Regions from separate parts of the Macaca mulatta genome. Here region 1 is linked to region 2. The links are chromatin contacts, called in public Hi-C maps. All regions are on one chromosome and are shown on one strand. Each heading gives the region's core, a stretch centred on a gene start, on an enhancer-like site or on the middle of the called end of the contact. The rest is flanking DNA. Distances are from core to core; before and after follow the strand shown. Region 1 holds the start of SRSF8 (serine and arginine rich splicing factor 8). Region 2 holds the start of KDM4D (lysine demethylase 4D).

Region 1 (3,374 bases), core at 501-3,000, 120 kb before region 2:
TCATCAGCTAGATGTGCTCACTGCATGCTCCATTATTTATCTGCAAGGCCTGGGTGACTGGAAGTGCAGTTGACAGGCATTTTAATAAACTGGACAGCCATTTGTTCTTCAGGACAAGGCGTGTTTTCCCCAGGAGCAATCAGAAGAAAACAGGAAGCAGCTCAGCACTCTGCACTGCAACAGGCCACCTTAATAGCTAACCAGCATCACTCAACTGCTACGCAGCCGGGCCTGGTGCACAAAAACACAAAAGAGATTAGACTTGTGTTTGCTAAAAACCCAGTCCTTTCACATGAAAAATCTTTATACGAATTTGGATCATACTACCTTTTAGACCTGGAGGTAAATAAAATTATCCATATTAATTTACACCACCTTTTGTAGGTTTTTAACTTTAAGGAATGAAGGCAATGTTGAAGCAATGTCCTGACAGCGTTAGGCTGTGTGTAATGGCTGCACACGTTTCCTTAAAAGTCAGGAGGCCACAAATTAGGTTACCAATCTGTTCATTTCAAACCAAAACAGTCGTCACTATAGAAATAAAAATAAATTTTTGCCTCAAATATACAAACCCAATAATGTAATCTTAGGTCGTTCACCTCCTAAGTTACAAGAAAATGTGAATAACAACAAAACGGCGCACAGAATGAATTTTGCCACCTGATGCAAAGCTTCAAACTGGTAAAAAGGTAGAAAAGTGTGACACAACCTTTTCAATAGGCAGCCCCTTCTTCCAGGGACGTTGCTTCCATGGACTGAGTATGTGATCCTTTTCCCCAAGTCCTCCATCATGTTGCTTCCTGATGCATCATTTTCTTAAGAGGACGTCTGTCCTTCCTCTTCGGGAGACTTGGGGGGCCTCTTGGATCGAGACCTGGACTTGGATTTCCTCTTGGATACCCGGGGAGGACTCCTGGTCATAGATGAAGACCTGGACCGTGAGCGAGACCTGGAGACCGAGGAGGACTTGGATCGTCGCGCAGAGCTCGATTTGGAGGTTGATGCAGAGCGAGAGCTAGTGGAGGACCCAGACTTCGAGTGAGACCGGCTGCTGTGATATCGGCTGTGGCGAGAGCGGCGGTAGCGAGAGTTACTGTAACCAGATGAGCTGTGGCGAGATCCGCTGTAGCGAGATTCCCTGTGGCGAGATCGGCTGTAGGGAGAGCGGCTGCAGTGCGCCCGGCTGTAAGGAGATCGGCTACAGGGAGACCGGCTATAGCGAGAACCCCTATAGCGAGATCGGCTGCGGGACCTGGAGCAGCTGGGACCCCGGGATCGGCTGCGGTGTCGCCGCCTGGGGCTGCGGCTCCGCCGTCCGTAGCTGCGGCTCCGCCGTCCATAGCCGCCGCCTCCGGACCTGCCGCGTGGCTCTCTCTGGCGGCTGCGGGGCAGGTCCCGGCGGCCATAGCGCGCCACCTGCACCCGCAGCTCGCGTCCGTCCAGCTCCGCCCCGTCCATGGCGGCCTCGGCGTCTTGAGCGTCGCGCCGGTCGTGAAAGCGGACGAAGGCGAAGCCGCGGGGGGCCTTGGTGTGGGGCTCCCGCGGGATGTACACGTCGCCCACGCGCCCGTACTTCTCGAACACTCGCCTCAGACTGTCGGGAGAGGTCCGGTAGGTCAGGTTGTCCACCTTGAGGGTGATCATGCCGTCCACGTCGGGAGGGGGGCGGCCGCAGCTCATGGCTCCCAGAGCAGGCCGGGCCCGGAAACTGGCGCTGCTCTGGGCGCTGACGGTGTGACCTGCGTTCCTTTCTCGCGGCTGCGCCCCGCGTGGGGACGCCGGGAAAGGCCGGGCGGAGAGGCTGGCGGCCGACCTCCGCAGGGAGCGCCCTGGAGCAGCAACTTCCAAATTCCCAGTTTCAGGCCGAATACTCCAGGAGGAAGGTTTCCTCTTAGTAGCTGAACTCCAAATGAAGCCAGGTCCCAAAGATCCTGGCTTTATACCTGGGCAACATCCTAACCAGCGCCCAGCTAGTGTAATCACTGGGCTGGGTTTAAATTAGACGTCCCACCCTCCCATGCCCCTCCCTATTATTCTAATTTTAAACCAATCTTAAGAACAAAGCTAACTGATTAAAGGTCAATTTATGGGAACAGGCAATCCAGACAAATATTAAACAAAAGAAACCTAGGGTAGCAATATTAATATCCAGTGTATTGATAGGATCAAAGAAGCACATTTTATAGTTATTGAAAAGAAAATTCACTAGGAAAACATGACAGTGATGAACTTAACGCACCTAAACACACAACAGTGACACATAGAAAGCCAAGACTGAGAGTTATAAGGTAAAACTGAAAAATCTGCACTCATGATGGGAGGTTTTTTCCCCCGTAACACCGTTTTCTCAGAAATCAATAGTGCAGAGAACAAAACTAGTAATGCTATAATAATTTGCACAACAAACAACAATTTTGATCATATAACCTGCAACAACCAAAAACATGTAGAAAACACAAGAATTTCCCAATACAAGACTACAAAATAAATGTCAATTAAAATTTCATAGGTCAATAAATTGAGTACATCTGGACCTCAGTGAAATAATATTGAAAGTTAAAAATAAAAAACCTGAATCCAATCATATTTATTTGAAAATTAATAACCACATTTCTAAAACTTTTTAATGTTGAAGTCAAGCAATTAGTAAAGCAAAACCAAAACAAAAGAATAAAACATTAAAATAAAAATAGAATTACAAATAAACAAAAGGGATGATATGTTTTTTAAAAAGAGGATTAATAAAATTTGAAATCTAACACTTTTAAAGAAAAAAAAAATTTAGCAATACTGATGAAGAAATACAGTTTCTAGATCTGGAAAGGAAATATACAGAAAGGGCCTAGAGCATCTTGGAGTGCTGGAAAATGATGTGATAAATAGAAAACAAACAAAAGCATTGATGGAGTAATTTTAATGTGGTACAAAAACCAATAAAACAGCTCCCAATGGCCACATATTGAACAATTTAAGGAACAAACTAAAATACTACTATATCATATTCCAAAATACAAAATATGAATCTGTGCTGCCGTAAATAAATGGTTAAATAAATTAACACATTGGAGAGAAGAGAGAAAACTCCTCTGCAGGAGAATTCTAAATAAATTAAATTAATTAAAATGTTGCTGATTTTGAAAATGTTATGTAACCTTATATACATAGAATTGTGCTTTTTATATTTTAATGTATTTTGTGTTTTATTTCCCTCATCTATATTGTTCCATCTAGCTGTACTTGATCCTTTTGCCTTGCCGTAAGGCATTCAATGGTATAAATGTTTTGCTGTTCATGGGCACTTGGGTTGTTTCCACTTTGGGCCTCTTACAGTGTTGCTCAGAACACGCTTGGACATGTATACTGGAGCTCATGTG
Region 2 (3,522 bases), core at 549-3,048:
TTAGAGCTAGGAAAGGGCAGAATTGGAATTTAGAAGAAAAATGGGCAGGCTGAAAATCCTTTTCTCTTAATGACTTTCCTATGCTGTCTCTCAGACAAGAAACACGGAAGTAAAAAATGAATAGATTCTGGTAATGTTCAGTGGTATGAAAAAATGAAACAGGGTGATGTGATGGTGTACAAACACAAGTGTTGGAGGGGTGGGGGTAGGAAAACTTCACTGTGATACCTGAGACATGAAGGATGGTGATACAGTTATCTTGGGGCACAGGCAACAGAGAAAAGCTAGTGCAAAGGCACTAAAATAGAAGGAATCTTGCCCTGTTTCGTAAAACAGAAATGCCCAGTTGGCTGTGTCTAGAGCTTAGTGTGTAAGCGAGTGACTGATTGGAAGTGAAGTCTGGAAGTTAGGCAGGAGCCAGACTCCGTGGCGTCTCAGGTCACATTAAGAAATGTGATTTTTATCCTAACTGCAGTGAAATTTTACACAGGATAGTAACACCATTTGATTAATTTTAAAAGATCACTCTCTTGGCTATATGCAGCATTGACTGTAGGATAAAAGATGACGCAGGAAGATACAATAGGAAACAATTACAATCCAGGTAGGAGATGGTGTTGGCCAGGACAAGGGTAATGGCAGTAGAATAAAATTTCGGGTAAGTTTTAAAAGTAGAATTGGTAAGACCTGTAAATGAACCGTATGTGAAAAGTGAAAGAAAAGGAATTTAAGTAGGCACTCTGGGATTTTGGTTTGAGTAACTAGTATGATGATCGTGTCCTTTAGTGAGACGTGTAAGACTGGAGGAGGGATACCTTTAGTAAGAAAAATCAAGATTTTCATCTTGAACTCTATGAGTGAAAGGGCTTTTTCTGCTTTTCTTTCTTCATTTAAAAGTTGCAAAGAATTTAGAGGTAAGAAAGCATTTAAATATTCAACTTTGTGAGTTCTTTATATTTTAAACTAAGTTGGGGAAGTTGAATTTTCATTTGTTTAACAAATATTAATTGAGCAGCTACTATATGTCAAGGTCTATGTGATGAGATACTAAGATTAGCTAAACAATCAAGATCTCTGTTCTCAGGATTTTTTTTTATGGAAGGGAGGAGACAGGATTGGTGGGTTTTTGGTTTTTGGGTTTTCTCCTTTTCGTTCTTATTAAAACTTAACACTTAAGTAGCCATCTTAGTAATTACATCTTGTGCTCCTGGCAGTTGGGCCCACCGTTCTAAACGCTGTCGTAAATATTGACATCTCCCCTCCCACTAAAACTAACGTTTTTTAAATAAAAAATTTTAGCAAACATTACGAATACAACCTTTGCTTTGAAGTGTTAATATTTTTGCAGGAATGTACCTTTGTAAAGATCGTGGTTGCCCCGTACATATTTGTTCTTTCTTCATATCCAATTAAATGAAAACACTAGTTTTTCCGAAGCCCAACTCTCTAGGTTTGTTGGTTCTAGCTCAGGAGAAAGGATGGAAGCAGGAGTCGTTGGATTTAAACAGTTTGGTGTAATCCTTTTCCACGCTCTCTCCCGCTAGCCGGGGACGTGGTGTCGGCTACCCGGGGCTTTCCGTCCACGCAGTACCGGAATGAAGGAGTCTGGGAGGGGGTCGGGGACGGAAAAGACGGAAGAGACATTAAGTAATTGGTTCTTGAAGGTATAAAATGATATTTAGGGTCTACTCTAAGGCACTGATTTCAAACGCCCGCCCCCTGGGCCGTTTCGGCCCCGCCCCTTAGTGCCGTTACGCCGACTTCCACTTCGGCCACTGCGGATTGGTCGTTGCTTCCGCCTCCGAAGCGCTTGGATTTTGCTTCCGGGTCGTAGGCGCTAGCCCTGGGCGCAGAGGTTTCTGGGAGCCCGGAGTCGTAATGGCGTCTGTATGATCTTCGGAGATTGCTGCATCGGACCTCGGCCAGTGTGAGCGGCAGGAGGATAGGTTATCTTCCTCATCCCGGTGGGACGGGAAAGGGCAGTTGGGGTCGGAGTCGGCGGCAGAGTGCAGAGTGCGGGCGGTGGAGGACCTAGAGCAGCGGGCTAGGGGCGAAACGGAGTGCCTGTCAGGCGCGTCCGGAGCTCTCGGGCCGCAGAGGAGATCGCAGCATAAAAGGCAGCGCGCCTACCGCGTAAAGCGAACCCCAGGTCCTCCTTTCACTACCCCTCGCACCCCTGCGGCGCTGGGCACGGGTTAAGGGGCAACGAGTTTCTGGTTATAGCCAAAGACTAGCTCACGAGAGGCCGGAGTGATAATTCCGTTAGTGTGTGGGAAGGGGCGGACTCCCAGCTCCAGATAACCCCGTTTCTTCTTTGTATACATGTCTCTTACTCTTTTTGAAAATTAGGAGAAAGCACTCCCCCCCCCCAAAAAAATCCTCCCAGTTCGCCCACCCTCCCCACACACTTGCTTTTCCGACACTAACAGGGTTTTAATGACTGCATCTGCTAGGCAGTATTCTTGTGACTGCTCCAAGCAGAAAGTAACTTAAGGAATGGGTCCCTGATTTTTGTCATCAGAATCCTCTGGGGCTGAGGTTCCTGTTTTGTTTTTGTTTTTGTTTTTTTTGAACAGTCCTTAAGTTATAACCCACAAACGATCTGATTTATAATATGATGCCTGTTGTAGGAGAAAATTGGCTCAACAAAAGGTTAAGAATTTTTTTCTATGTACCTGTCATTGAAGTTTAACACACTTTCCTTAGTAACTTTTTTCTCAGACACTTAGTAACTTTGTCAGTGATATTTTTTGTTTGTTTTTAGCTTTTGTTTCTACTAGCCTATTTGCTATTGTGTGAAGTTTAGATAAAATGCAAACCTTAGAGAGTCTGGTAGAGTAAGGTTGAGTTGGAAATTTTTAAAACTTAGTCATGGTGGTACTGTATTTTTCAAGGCTTTTGACATGTCAAGTGTCATAATTCTTATAGTAATCCTATGAGGAATATCTCCATTCCACGGATGACAGAAAGTTAAGCCAGGTGACTTGCTCAAGCCCATATAGTCAGAAGGAGAATAGGGATGCAAACTCAGATCTTCATGACAGAATTTTTTGTACTAAGACAAGCCTGAGAAGCCCTATTCGTTGTATGGCCTAAGCCTCATAATTTGTTTTCCTGAAAACTTTTGTTTAAGAAGATTAAGCAGGTTTAGGGGAATGAGTTTTAGAATTTATTTCACTAGTATGGATATTAATACTCTGTAAAATGAGTGTTTGTATTGTTGTAAATAACTTGATTATATTTTTCTTCAAAGCATAAAAGATGACAACAGCAGCCAGGCCAACCTTTGAACCTGCAAGAGGTGGAAGGGGAAAAGGAGAAGGTGATTTGAGCCAACTTTCAAAGCAGTATTCAAGCAGAGACCTACCCTCTCACACAAAGATAAAATACAGGTAGTAAGACTTTCTTTTTTTTCTTTCTTTTTTTTTTTTGTTGAGACAGAGTCTCGCTTTGTCGCCCAGACTGGAGTGCAGTGGCCGGATCTCAGCCCACTGCAAGCTCCACCTCCTGGGTTCACGCCAT

What was found. A called contact is a pair of places that touch in the nucleus more often than the background predicts.
Region 1: a Hi-C map of fetal cortex germinal zone shows a contact between it and region 2, with 5 times the contacts expected there. The contact joins the promoter of SRSF8 here to the promoter of KDM4D in region 2. A contact is called at or near these places in 2 of 14 Hi-C or Micro-C datasets (fetal cortex germinal zone and liver).

What each region holds. Positions count from the first base shown.
Region 1 is chr14:95,884,925-95,888,298 of T2T-MMU8v2.0, reverse strand. SRSF8 (serine and arginine rich splicing factor 8) reads right to left here and starts at 1,750. Exons shown (of 1, transcript NM_001266335.1): 1 at 436-1,750. The coding sequence starts at 1,680. The coding sequence ends at 817.
Region 2 is chr14:95,763,848-95,767,369 of T2T-MMU8v2.0, reverse strand. It overlaps KDM4D (lysine demethylase 4D), which reads right to left and starts at 1,798. Exons shown (of 4, transcript XR_013404264.1): 1 at 1,357-1,798. CWC15 (CWC15 spliceosome associated protein homolog) reads left to right here and starts at 1,835. Exons shown (of 7, transcript NM_001266625.1): 1 at 1,835-1,927; 2 at 3,254-3,392. The coding sequence starts at 3,262.